Linked DNA regions of Mus musculus: regions 2, 3 and 4 are each linked to region 1. The links are chromatin contacts, called in public HiCAR-type, Micro-C and promoter capture Hi-C maps. All regions are on one chromosome and are shown on one strand. The core of a region is the stretch at or near the end of the contact, and the rest is flanking DNA. Distances in the headings are between cores, read along the strand shown.

Region 1 (3,038 bases), core at 362-2,861:
CTGGCTTGCCTGGTAGTAGCTATGTATTATGTACCTCAGGCAGCCTTGAACTCCCAGCATTCCTCTTGAATCAGCTCTCTGAGCATGGTAATCAGTCATGAACCATCACAGCTGGCTTTCATTATTATTATTTAATGGGGCTTTGTCAACATTAATTGTAGTAAGATAATTATCAGTCAAGATTAACTGCTACCCAGCCTGGTCTACAGAATGAGTTCCAGGACATCCAGGGGTACACAGAGAAACCGTGTTTTGAATTAATTAATGAATTAATCAAAAGATTACCTGCTACTATTGAAAAGTTCCAATTAGGCATAAATTTAAATATAGATGTTATCTGACCTACAAAATCCAAAGAGCAAACTGAAGCTACAAATAAACGATTCGGAAAATCAGGCTTTCTTAATCCGGAGCCCCAAATATACATTCTGGTTATTAAACTTTAGGTTAGGAAATAATTGCTCACAGTAATAGTCTTGCAAGACGCTAAAATTTTTCAAGAGTCAGCTCCAAATAACCTCATGCTATTTCCACACCAGCACCCTTGAAAAAGCTTGCAAAGAAGCTCTACCTCAGTCCTAGGAACGCGTTTGTGAAGTTGTTCCTAACAAAGCTAAACCACAAGAAGCTGAGCGGATGAAATAAGCATGTGATGTGGTATATTCTTTTTATATTAAGGAAAGGAGAAGTGGAGCGTTAAAAGAATGAATTGCTAGTATTTCGTCGACACGGAAATCAGAGGATAGCGGCATAGACATTGGGCGAAAACAAACATCAGGCTTCACAACCTTGAGCTATTCGCTGGAGCTGTTAAAATTAGGCAAGATAACATACACACAAAGTGCTCAGCAAAGTCATCACTCAACAATTCTTAACCGGTGATAAACTAAACAACAAAGCACAGTTTGAAACCCCAGCAAAGTCTTTTCTGGGCACAGCTTGTACCTATGATGCAAAGAAGTCATAAATATAACACACTTTTAAAACTGCCATTTTGAAGCCCAAAAGGCCTTTCAGTAACTTACAAACTGCTTTCCAAAACTGTGTGGGAGTGTCAAGACCACGTACTCACAACCTGGTGAACTGGTTAGAGTTCTATCGCTCCAAATCAGGAATAGCTAAGGGTTAAAGACGCCCAAGCCCGGAGCGATTTGCAGCAACCCTGCCTCAAAGAATACTGAAGGATCAAAAGCAGGCGCGGCCGAAGCGGGACAAGGAAGCACCAGGGGAGACGTCGCCCTCCCGACTGCTTGCAGAAATCAGGATGCCTCCACCTTGGGCAGGGGAATTGCGTACAAGACCCGGATCTCCGCGGTTCCACCTCCCTTGACCCCAAGACACCCCCCCACCCCCTTCCAACCCGGCGCGCGCACCCCTCCACGCCCCAGCCAGGCCAGGACACACAGGATACTGAACACGGTTCGCTCCCAGGGCTCCAGCATGTAGAGCGCAGTGACCAGCAGGTACTGGTAGTAGAACCAGGACATCTGCTTCCATGCTCGCGCCAGCGCCATGCCCGCCATGCGCCTCCCGCGGTGTAGCAGCGTCAGGCGGGCCCGCGGCCCGCTCACCTCCTAAAGCCCCAGGCCTTGGGGCCCGCCCGCCACCACCCTGCGCCCATTGGTCCTGCCGAGCCTGCGCGTCACCGTGTACGCCCAACCCCGCGCGCACCCGAGCGGCCACCGCCGGCTCCTCCTGGCTTGCGCTTATTGGCCAAGCGGCCACTTCGTGTGCTCCTGTCCCGCCCCGCGCCTCGCCCGGAGCGAGCTCCCCAGCCCTGGGAAACGGTCTGGGTTTAAGTGCTAGTTCTGCATCTCCACGCGCACGCATGGCGGTTGCAAGACCGGCTTCAGTCCCCACTGGTGTCCATGCGAGATGGTGCCCTTAAGAGGCCGGATCCTTCAGACCAGCCCAGAAGGATTCCTTTAGAAACCAGTGTATGTAATCTCTCTCCTACCTCATGAATCCCTTCTGGGCCAAGAGATGATAGGGCTGGGTGAGAATGCTACTAAAGAGTCGGGCATGCAAATAAACAGTGCCTTGTGCAAGAGGGAATGCGGGGGTCAAAGAGAATGTGGATGCCAAATGACACCCAGCCAAGAAGATGTTGAAAACTGTAGAAGTAATATGTTCATCAGCTCTTCCCTTCCTCCGAGCACATGCGTGAAAACAGACCTATCTAGGATGCGCGCGCGAGTACACACACACACAACACACACACACACACACGCACTAGTATTCCCTAACCTAAAGACAAAAGAATTGGCCATAGACAGTTGCCAATATTTCTATGACTACACTTAGAAAACAACCATGTAGGTCACAATCAAGAGAAGTGCACTTGATCTAGTGGGTTCTAAAGACAGCTTGAGGTCAGCATGTGATCTGTCTCCTAAAGATTCACTCCTATGACCTGCAGCAGTACCGGCTGTATTCCACTCCTCTAAAGCCCATGCACTGTGTGCTTGTGAAATGACATAATTAAGTAGCCTGCAACTCACATGTCTAAAAGTTTCAAACCTGCTGCTTTAAGCTTTAAAACCTTTCCAGGTTGACAGGTATTAACTTAAATTCCTTATGCTCCTTACGAGCAAAGACCTTACAAACAACAATAGACTTGAGATCTGCTTTCACAAGGTGCCTAGTCATTTTATTTTATTTTATTTCGTCTTGTAGGTTACAGAACATCACGGAGGGAAGCCAAGCCAGGAACTCCAGGCAGGAGATTGAAGCAGAAACCACAGAGGAATACTGCTTAGGAGCATGCTCTTTCTGGCTTGCTCAACTTGCTTTCTTAAACGGCCCAGACCCCACTTGCCTAGCAATGGCACTGCCCACAGTAGGGAGGACACGCCCACCATAGACCAATCTCATGTTCCTCAGCTAAGGTTCCCTCTTCCCAAGTGATTCTAGTTTTTTGTGGAAATGAAAAACAAAAACAAAAATAACTTAACCAATATACAGGACCTCACTATGTAGTATAGGCTGGCCTCGATCTCAAAGTAATTCACCTTTCTCAGACTCCTTCGAGCTACGAT
Region 2 (2,822 bases), core at 170-2,669, 2.1 Mb before region 1:
AAGTTTTTCAGAGATTCTACTTTCTGTATTCTATCTTAGAACTCTTTGTTCACCCTAAGGTTGCAAAAAATACTTTCCTATGTTTTCTTCTATAATCTCTATCTCAAGTTAATTTTTCACTTGAAAGAAAAGAAAACTAAATCTTACCCACATACTTTGGAGTCCTCAGAAGTACTGAAAATCAGTGAGATTGGTAAAGGCGCTTGCTATCCAGCCCAATGAATGAGGGTTTTATCCCTAGAACCTACTTGGTGGAAGGAGAAATCTAACTCCTGGCAAATTGTCCTCTGACCACAACACACATGCAAAGGAAATAAATAAACAATGCAATAAAAATATTAAAAGAAGTACTAAAACCCATTTAACCTCATGGGGATGTTGAGATAAAAATCATTAAATTAATGCTTGTTTACTGACCTAAACCTGAAGTTGGCTTGATTAAGCATTCATTCAGACATCTGAATGTTAGTTTATGGAAACAAAGGGAGGGGGAGGGGGAGAGGTGAGGTGAGAGGGAGGGACTGTGAGGAGAGGGAGGGAGGGAGGGTCTCAGAGGAGAGGAGAAAGGGGAAGTTGCAATCTAGATGGAAAGTAAATAAATACAAAATTATCATAAAAGGCAGGCTAATAGAAAGTTACACCAAAGCATTTTTAAAAAGCATCTAATTGGAAATTTTAATTCAATAGACCTGTCATTTTCACTCCTGTTTTTCCTGGGGGAAGAACAGTGTTTTATTACTTTTCAAAAGTTGTTAGAAAACAACCAACTTTCTTTTTTTTTTTTTTTGAGACAGGGTTTCTTTGAATAGCCCTGGTTGTCTTGGAACCCACTCTGTAGACCAGTCTGGCCTCGAACTCAGAAATTCGCCTGCCTCTGCCTCCCGAATGCTGGTATTAAAGGTGTGCGCCACCACCGCCCGGCTCTGCGTGACTTCATAACCCTTCTTTTTCTGCATATCAGAAAACCGGTGCCAATTAAACAAGTTTTAAAATTATTTTCTCATGCCAAGTTGGAGGAAAGATGGGAGGACGAGGAGAAGGGAAAAAAAAAAAAAAGAAACTCTAGTTAAATTAAGTAGTAACTTGCCTTGTCCTTCGGTAGTTCGTTTGTTAATGAATTGAGACAGTTTGTATAGGTGTTGTACAGGACTATCTTCTGAAACAAACAAAATCTATCTTACCACATTCTGTAATGTCTACTGGCAAAAGATCATCTCAGCTGGGCTTGTTGACCCACACCTGCTCATAAAGGGGCAGGGAGGTCAGGCGACCCTTACCTGAGTATCCACCCTACCTACTGTAGTACGCAATTTTATCCATAACTAGAAGTGGCCTCGCTGAGGGGAGGGGTAGAGTCTGTAACCTAGGAAGACTAAGGGAGTGGGGTGGCTGGGTGGAGAAGTCTTCATCCCGACTGGGTAAAGGCTTTCTAGGCGTAACTTGGGGGGATGAACACCCTGGCTCTGTGAGCAACTCCTCCTTTACGTCATAGAAGGAAGCTCAACTCACCATTCCCTCCGCAGAGTGTCCTTTGGAGGACTCTTCTGTTTGCTGCTGGAACAAGGATAGGCCTTGTCTGTCTGCTCAAGAGAAGGAATTTTAGCTGACTAGCCTAGGCTGGGCTTGTATTCACTATGTAGGGAAATCTGCCCTTGAACTTCTAGTTCTTCTCTGTTTCCCACCCAAGTACTGGGATTACAGGCAGGTGCCACACCACAGCCGACTAATGGTGATAATTATAAGCACACAGGAAAACCTTTGCCCAGACTTCATTCTGAGAAATACTGAAACCACACCAAACTAGCAGTTTCTGACCTTTGTCCCTCATTTTACAGCCCACAAAGCTATGACTTGAACAGCTAAGACTTCGCTGTTATTTAAAATTACAACAAATATTTCCTCCAAGTAGGTATGTTTTACACATTTGTATCATAACAGGGCTAACATGTCATTTAATATACAGGAAAAGGAACGGAAGTACAAGAGTGACTCTGCTATTATTCTACTCCAAAGTGAGCAGTGTAAATCCTTAAATTTCCCTCTCAGGCCAAGTAGGTGGGCTTCCGCCCTTGCATCTGTGTTCCGGATGTTTGGTTACCAGGCAACGTCTAGCGCCTGCCAGACACCTGTGAAGGGGTGCGGCCCCTGGTCCCCGAGCCTCGGTCCTGGACCTAATCGGCGCCTGCGCAAAATGTGCACAGGCAGGCGTTACCTGCGACCGGCCACCCGCAGAGAGTGGACGGGCGTGGCCGCCCAGTCAAACTCGCGGGTCCAGGCCGGGCAGCGCCTGCTGGGAACAGACTGTACCCCAGGCTCTAGAGGACCTCCCCAAGCTTTTGCTGCGTTCCTAGAGTATGGTGCCCATAGTTCTGGGACCGAGTAGGCTATGCTGGGGAGGGGTCACCTGGCGGGTTGGGCATACTTCAACAGGCATTGGACTAGTGGAACATAGGTAACAAGTGTCCTGTTTTAGTGTGTGGGGGGAGTAGGTGATCGAGTCAGGGCCCTGGTCACTTAGCTGCCACACATTTCTCAAGCTCCCACACAGACGTAGGAGAACAGCGAGCCTCCCAGCGTGCCGGATAGCGGACTGCTTAGAGAACTCACTCCCCTCCCCAGGCCTCTAGAGGAAGGCTCTTACCCAACATGCACCAGGAGCTAATTTGCATAACCCCAAGGTAAACCACACGGACCCACGCCGCCAGCGTGATCCCCACTAAGCAGCAGGGGTTCATGAGCATAGCTACACAGTTTCACTGAAAAAACTTTTTCTTTGTTCCCGGGTTTACTGGGAGGCTAGGAGAAAAACGCGGGTCAAAGTC
Region 3 (3,073 bases), core at 1-2,500, 2.3 Mb before region 1:
GGCATGTTCCACTGCCTGAGTGCAAGACTTTTTCCTCACTTGCCAACATCTCATTCCACTGTTACATGGCCACCCGTGGATCCCACATTTATTGATTAGTCTCCAACTCCTTGTATTGACCTAACAATATTGGCTTGCTTTATTTGTGTCAGGAAACTTCTAAGAATCTTCCCTGTAGACTCTGCAAAGGTGCCCTTTTCTTCTGCCCTATTAGAGATGTATCCTGGGAGCAGGAGGTGATCTGTCATGCCCGCTCTTGCACTGCATGCAGTAAATGCCAAAATGACGGCTGTGCTCTCCATGTAGCTGGGTGTACACGCTGCCTGGTAACTAGGTAGGTAGGGTTTTCTTTCCTTCCTTCCTTCCTTCCTTCCTTCCTTCCTTCCTTCCTTCCTTCCTTTTTTTTCTTTTTTTGTTTTTTGTTTTTTTGTTGTTTTTGTTTGTTTGTTTGTTTGTTTTGAGACAGGATTTCTCTGTGTAGCTCTGGCTTTCCTGGAACTCACTTTGTAGACCAGGCTGGCCTCGAACTCAGAAATCCGCCTGCCTCTGCCTTCCAAATGCTGGGATTAAAGGCATGTGCCACCACGCCCAGCTAGGTAGGGTTTTCAAGTCCTCTTTCTGGAACCCCTTGGGCCTGCTGTCTTTCCACTTCCGGAGGTTGCCTGAATGGGTTCTAAGCACCAAACATGACCTGTGGAGGTGGAGCCTGTTGGCTGTCCTTCTAGCCTCTGGGTCATGGCAGCCCCACAGCTCAGAGATCAGAGAACCTGATTTATAAACGGCTGCCTCTTTTGATGGACTTTGATCCTCTTGGGAGAGATTGGAGTAAAAGTCTCAAAGCTGAAAGTTTTCTAATCTGTCACAGAGTGAAGCGGATGGGAAGAATGATACAAGATGCCTGGGAGGGGAGACGGACGTTAGCTAAGAGCAGTCCGCACAACGGATTCATTGCACTCGGAAAAATGCCTCATAGGGTGTGGTTACTCACTGCCTGGCTGGAATTAAAATTCCAATAGCTGCTTTCCTCACCAGCAACCCCCAGGATATAGAGAATGTGTTTATTTAACACCACCAGACCCTTACAACCAACTCCTTTCATGCTCGCCTCTCTTGAGATGGCTTGCATATGCACTTAGAATCCCAAAATGCCCTCCACACCTCTACGCCTGCCTCAGTCAGGGTGGCCAGGCCCGGCCCAGAGGCGTCTCATACATCTCCATCAGGCAAAGTGGGAGCTGCGGGCCCGAGCCCGCCCATCCCCCTCCGAGCAGCCTCCCAGCATGCAGCAGGGCCCTGGGAGCCGCTGCACAGGCTGCAGTGTTTGGCTGATTCATTTGTCTTCATTAATGTTGCTTATAGCAGAGGCCTTTGTCACATATATGATTATGTGAGATTCAGTTCTCTTGAATGTGTAAACACAAGACTCTGGTGTGAGGCTCTGGGCCAACAGAGGTCTAAAGAACTTTCCTGTTGTTGGGGGTAGGGGCAGCCTGTGCTTGCTACTGCAGGGATAGGCCCATCCTGGGGGACCTTGGTCTCAGATCTCTGCAAGTGGCTCTTGGGGTGACTGAGGGCCTGGAGGGGTGAAGTTTGCTTGCTCCCCTGCCCCAGAGCCTGGCTTCTTGCAGGATGGTCACTGCCTGGGAGTCTTATCTTCTACTCTCCTCCAATGTCTGTCACGTTCACTTACATATTCCTGTTAGGAAAGATGTCTCCTCTCCCCTCCTTGGTCTGGTCTTCCACTAAGGAGCCACCACTTTGTGGCTGCTTTCTGAACAGTCTCCCTGTTTCTCTCTTCTAGTCTTGTTCACTTCTAAATCACATCACACCTCGCCGATAATGTAATCTTTATGAATATGTGTTGCTTTAGATCGGGCTCCTTCCCTGGAAAAGGTTAAACTGTTTAGGCTCTGGGGACCAACGCCCATGCCACACAAGATGCACAAGGTTCAGAGCAGCATATCTTTGCGCTCTGTCCCCCAGGAGGGTTTCTACTTTGTCCCAGGGTCCCTTTAGCAGTTTTATCTTATGCCTAGTATCTTGGGGGCTTTTAACTAGCCCACTGCACTGTTCCTCGGAATAAGACAAGAGAACGTGAAAACGTGGGCTGGATAAAGTTTCTAAGCCCTTGTTCCACTACACATTGTTGTCTAGGGCTGGAGTTTCCTTTCTGGCATTCCCAGGTCAGGTTAGGCACAAGAAAAAGAATGCATTGCCAGGGGGAAGGGGAGGGAGAGTTACTAAAAGGCACAAGGCTAGGAGCCCAGGGGGTCTGGATCAGGAAAGGACAACTCTGGGGCTCAATTTCCCCCCTCCCCTCCCCCCCCCAACTTTCTTTTCTCCATTCTCTGGCTTCCTTCTTGCTTAGCGGTCTCTTTCCTCTGCTTACTCATGGCAGGCGTCAGGATCTATGTGAACCTTGTGAAGCCCCGCCCACTGCCCGCTATAAAGTCTCAGAGCGATGGTCACACTCATCTCTGAACCAAGCCAGTCTGAACATCAGACTCTCAGACTAGGGAGTGGGGTGGGGTGGGGTGGGGTGGGGGTGGGGTGGGAGGAGTATCCTGCTCTCTCATCAAGGGCTGGGGTAGGTCATCTTCAAAGAACTCCATTACCAAATAATGTGGTTCCCCATTTGCTGGTAGAGGGGGTAGAGATTTTACCCTGCTTTTTAGGAGACACAATTCAACTCAGCAGTAGCTGAAGGCAGAGCCTCTCCTGGGCTTCCTGGGGTGCCCCAGGGAGCCTCCTTGCGGGGCCTGCAGGTGGGGCCAGGGAGGTAGAAGAAAGGTATCAGATTCAGACTAAGGCTGTGACTGCAAGCAGAGGGAGCTAGTACATTCCAAGCAAATATACAGCACTATTTCCCAGGCTAGTAACATAACCTCGCTGTTTTGTAAGTGTTCTAAGGAAAGACTCTAACAAAGCTGGACCCTGAGTGAAAAAAAGGTAATTTAAAAGGAAGGACATGTCTGCTCCTAAGGATGGTGGAGGAGAAAGTTTATTGTATATACTAGGGAGAGCATAGCTAGAGGCTATGACCCTGAGCCCAGCCAGCTATGTGGGGAAAGAA
Region 4 (3,021 bases), core at 245-2,744, 2.8 Mb before region 1:
CATTCTCAGTAGTTTTTATACAGTAATTATCTAAAGGAAAGTGGCTTAGTGGAAGGACTGAATGGGCTTTTATCAGAAACCTAGTATCCACTAATGGCTTTTAGCCAAGACTGACTTTGTGATCCGGATTAAGCCATTGAGTTGCTGTCCTGGCTTCAGGGTCCTCGCCTCATTTGTGGAGAGAATGCATCTAGCAGCAGATCTGTCTCACTCCTCCAGGTTCCCCATGGACTACGGAGGCTTTTGTCATTCTAGTCAGTAAGAGCACGTTCTGAAAGGAGGTCAAAAGCTTGATGATATGTCAACAACAATGATAAAAATAATTAGGATTAAATAAAAACTATGAAATGTACTTCAGGACGATCCACTGTTGTTTGCAATAGACTGTGATAAGAACAAAAATTCTTCATCGCTCAAATTGCTTTCTGGGGACATTTCTACAAAAAAAAATCAACTCAAAGAAATCTCTGATTGCTCAACAATACAGTATACATCAGCTGAAGGTGAATTCATTTTAAAAAATACACTCATAGCTTTCCAACAGGGAGGAGACATAGATGATTCTCCAAAATAGGTGTAATCTGTTATTTTAATGTCTGTTTCATTGGGTCTGATGTTGACTCTTTCTATCAGGTTTTAGTTTTTGAGAGACAAACTTTGGTGATAGAGCCCAGAATAGCCCTGAATTCTCAATGCTCCCACATCAACTTCCTGTGTGATTTTTTTTTTAATGGACCAGATATTGACTTTTAAGAGATAGATAGGGCCAGAATCATCTAGAGTCTGCAGCCCCCCCGGTGAGCTAGATACTCTATTTCAGGGCTAGCAGCGGAACTCAATGGCAGCGCACTTACACCTACCTAGACCTCTAAGTCCTGGCTCTGATACCTGGAACTGAAAAAAATACCTATTGTGTGTCAGAATGCTGTCCCAGCACACAGCTGGCTCAGAAGGAAGGACTGACTACAAAGCAAGTTCTTGGCCAGCCTGGGCTTCATGCAGTCAGGCTGCACAATGAGCAAAAATGAAAACTAAATGGGATAGGGAAGGGGAGAAGGAAGTGGGAGAATAGAGGGGAGTAGGGTTGGGAAGAGAGGCCCTTAGCCTCTGGAGGAGGCAGCATTTACACTCTGAAGCTGGTGGTTCATTATTCAGAAGATGAACTTTGGTGTTTTACTCCTGTCCACATTGGAAGAAGCATTGTCTATACTCAGGTGTTTGGAACTGCTGAGGCCGGTGTGTTCCCTAAATATTAATGAACGGGCACGTGTAATGTCCATGAGCATAATTTAACTATGAAGTGATTCTCCTTCTTAAAGAGCTCACAATGTCTTACTCAGTCTTGGAGAAGGGCAGCTGGACCGACAGCGATCTTAACGACTACAGAATTTTCCCTATGTGGGCCGGAGGGGTGGGGGTGGGGAGGGATAATTCAGTGACAGCGTGCTTGCCTAGCAGGCAAGCTTCCCTGGCTTCAGTCCCCATCTGCAAAGCAAAACCAAACAAATGTTCCTATGATCCTATCTTATCAGTAGACGGCTAGCCTTCTCTTCCTCTCTGCTAGCCACTCAAAAACATCTTTTTTACCACTAGGGAGGAAGGGAATCAAATATTGCTCTTTCACACTTAGGAGCTGCTTTCTATGGGAAGCTTGCTCTCCTAAGCCAAAGCAAGCTGCCCTTTCATTAGTGGTCTGACATCTTATTAGCAAACAAAATTGCTTAAGGCTTTGTCTTAGTGTCATTGTTCCATCTGGACTCAAGACGCAGCAAACCTAGCTTCAACCAACAGAAGGAACTCGATGTACTTAGATGTACTCGATAGTCACAGGCTTCAAGATCTGAGTAAGACATGTTTATTCTTGAAAGAATCCACTGAAATCCCTCCTTCTCGACTATTAGTTTTCCTCCTATAACCTGTGTGAAGTCGTGGGGGGATTTTTCTCGCCCCCACCCTGCAGTTTTCAGTGTCAGAAAACAAAGCACAGAATCTTCTCATAGTGGTGTCTTCAATAAGCCTAACATGCAACATCAATTAAATTACAGATTATTTTAGTACTAAGACAGTTCCGTTTCCTCTTTGGCCTGTTTTACGGAGGAAAAAGTACCTGCTCCAATCAGAGATTGATTTCTGATGGGTAAACAGAAACACGTTAGGGGGACTAGTTTTAGTTCTTAAATTCCAGTTCACAAAATGAGCCCCACCCCCACCCCCCGCAGGGCCAATGCTTCAGCTCGGCTCTTCCTTTTCTTCCTAAACAGAGTCGAGAGCTTGCTTGTAGCCTCCTTTTTCTTTGGAATACTCCCCTTCCTTGTCCACCTCCTCCCAGCCTGGCGCAGCGCTCGGAAGGCAGGACTTTGGGAAAGTCGCGCCTTTCTAAAGGAGTGGGTGCTGTTTACAGGCTCCGGCTGCTGGCCCCGAAGGTGACTGGAGTCAAATGTAAACCTGGCGTTTATCTCTCGCAGTCAAACATGTTGTGCAACCGGGAGCAGTGGGCACTGTGTGAAAGGTTGTTCCGGCAGCAGCCCCAGGTTCAGGATTACTCAGCTCTTCACCCTGAGCTATGTGGGACCAAGATACTGGAGGTCACCTGTGATGGAAAGACCAACGGGCCAATGAGAGGAACCAGGAGGCGGGGAAACAGTTCTTGGCAAACATTGCGGCACAGGGCAGGACATCTGAAGGAAAGTTGTTTTGTGACCTTTATTGTTTCCCATGAAAACTTTCTCAGGCATGAAACCTTAGAAGTCAGAGCAGTTTCTGGCAATACTGGTTTATTGGGGGGCCAAAACATGCTTTTTTGTAAAAGCCATTTTTCTTCTTTTTCTTGAGTCAAGATCCATCATCCCATGCAGCCCAGGGTACCTGAGAGCTGAGAATGACCTTGAACTCTTGGTCTTGCGGCCACCCCCCATTGACAGGCATGTTCTGCCAGACCCAGCTAACAGTCTGTTTTCCTTTGGTAGTAAAATGTTTAACTATTAAAAAGAACATCATCAGGCCAGTCACCCATGCTTTGTA

What was found. Promoter capture Hi-C pulls out the DNA fragments that hold promoters and counts their contacts. Hi-C and Micro-C count contacts between places; a contact is called where the count stands out from the background. HiCAR-type assays count read pairs that join an accessible place to other places.
Region 2: a HiCAR-type map of astrocytes shows a contact between it and region 1, with 6 times the contacts expected there. The contact joins the promoter of 1700031P21Rik here to the promoter of Sptssa in region 1. A contact is called at or near these places in 8 of 39 promoter capture datasets (3T3-L1-derived adipocytes, the C10 cell line, the HPC-7 cell line and 4 more), 1 of 484 Hi-C or Micro-C datasets (regulatory T cells), 4 of 115 datasets of contacts at active chromatin or transcription factors (astrocytes, cardiomyocytes, embryonic stem cells and 1 more) and 1 of 9 other capture datasets (adipose tissue).
Region 3: a Micro-C map of embryonic stem cells shows a contact between it and region 1, with 6 times the contacts expected there. The contact joins the enhancer-like site here to the promoter of Sptssa in region 1. A contact is called at or near these places in 2 of 39 promoter capture datasets (cranial neural crest and hippocampal neurons), 1 of 484 Hi-C or Micro-C datasets (embryonic stem cells) and 1 of 115 datasets of contacts at active chromatin or transcription factors (astrocytes).
Region 4: a promoter capture Hi-C map of hippocampal neurons shows a contact between it and region 1, with 9 times the contacts expected there. The contact joins the enhancer-like site here to the promoter of Sptssa in region 1. A contact is called at or near these places in 5 of 39 promoter capture datasets (the C10 cell line, cranial neural crest, embryonic stem cells and 2 more), 1 of 484 Hi-C or Micro-C datasets (B cells) and 2 of 115 datasets of contacts at active chromatin or transcription factors (astrocytes and pro-B cells).

The regions. Positions count from the first base shown.
Region 1 is chr12:54,654,961-54,657,998 of GRCm38.p6, forward strand. Sptssa (serine palmitoyltransferase, small subunit A) reads right to left here and starts at 1,612. Exons shown (of 2, transcript NM_134054.2): 1 at 1,412-1,612. The coding sequence starts at 1,523.
Region 2 is chr12:52,600,903-52,603,724 of GRCm38.p6, forward strand. 1700031P21Rik (RIKEN cDNA 1700031P21 gene) reads right to left here and starts at 1,420. Exons shown (of 3, transcript NR_045910.1): 1 at 1,278-1,420; 2 at 1,088-1,153. It overlaps Gm35239 (a long non-coding RNA gene), which reads left to right and starts at 2,051. Exons shown (of 7, transcript XR_001780617.2): 1 at 2,051-2,822.
Region 3 is chr12:52,380,606-52,383,678 of GRCm38.p6, forward strand. No RefSeq gene overlaps it. Among named protein-coding and RNA genes, the nearest start is that of Gm40423, 21 kb to the left of the region's middle. Within about 2 kb of position 1,251, at least 74 of the 459 cell types and tissues checked have an H3K27ac peak or open chromatin away from gene starts, as enhancers often do. A contact at or near this core is called in embryonic stem cells, where this site is marked.
Region 4 is chr12:51,842,572-51,845,592 of GRCm38.p6, forward strand. Gm34894 (a long non-coding RNA gene) reads right to left here. Exons shown (of 3, transcript XR_381584.4): 2 at 116-2,590. Among named protein-coding and RNA genes, the nearest start is that of Gm34894, 7.8 kb to the right of the region's middle. Within about 2 kb of position 1,495, at least 393 of the 459 cell types and tissues checked have an H3K27ac peak or open chromatin away from gene starts, as enhancers often do. A contact at or near this core is called in B cells, astrocytes, embryonic stem cells and 2 more, where this site is marked.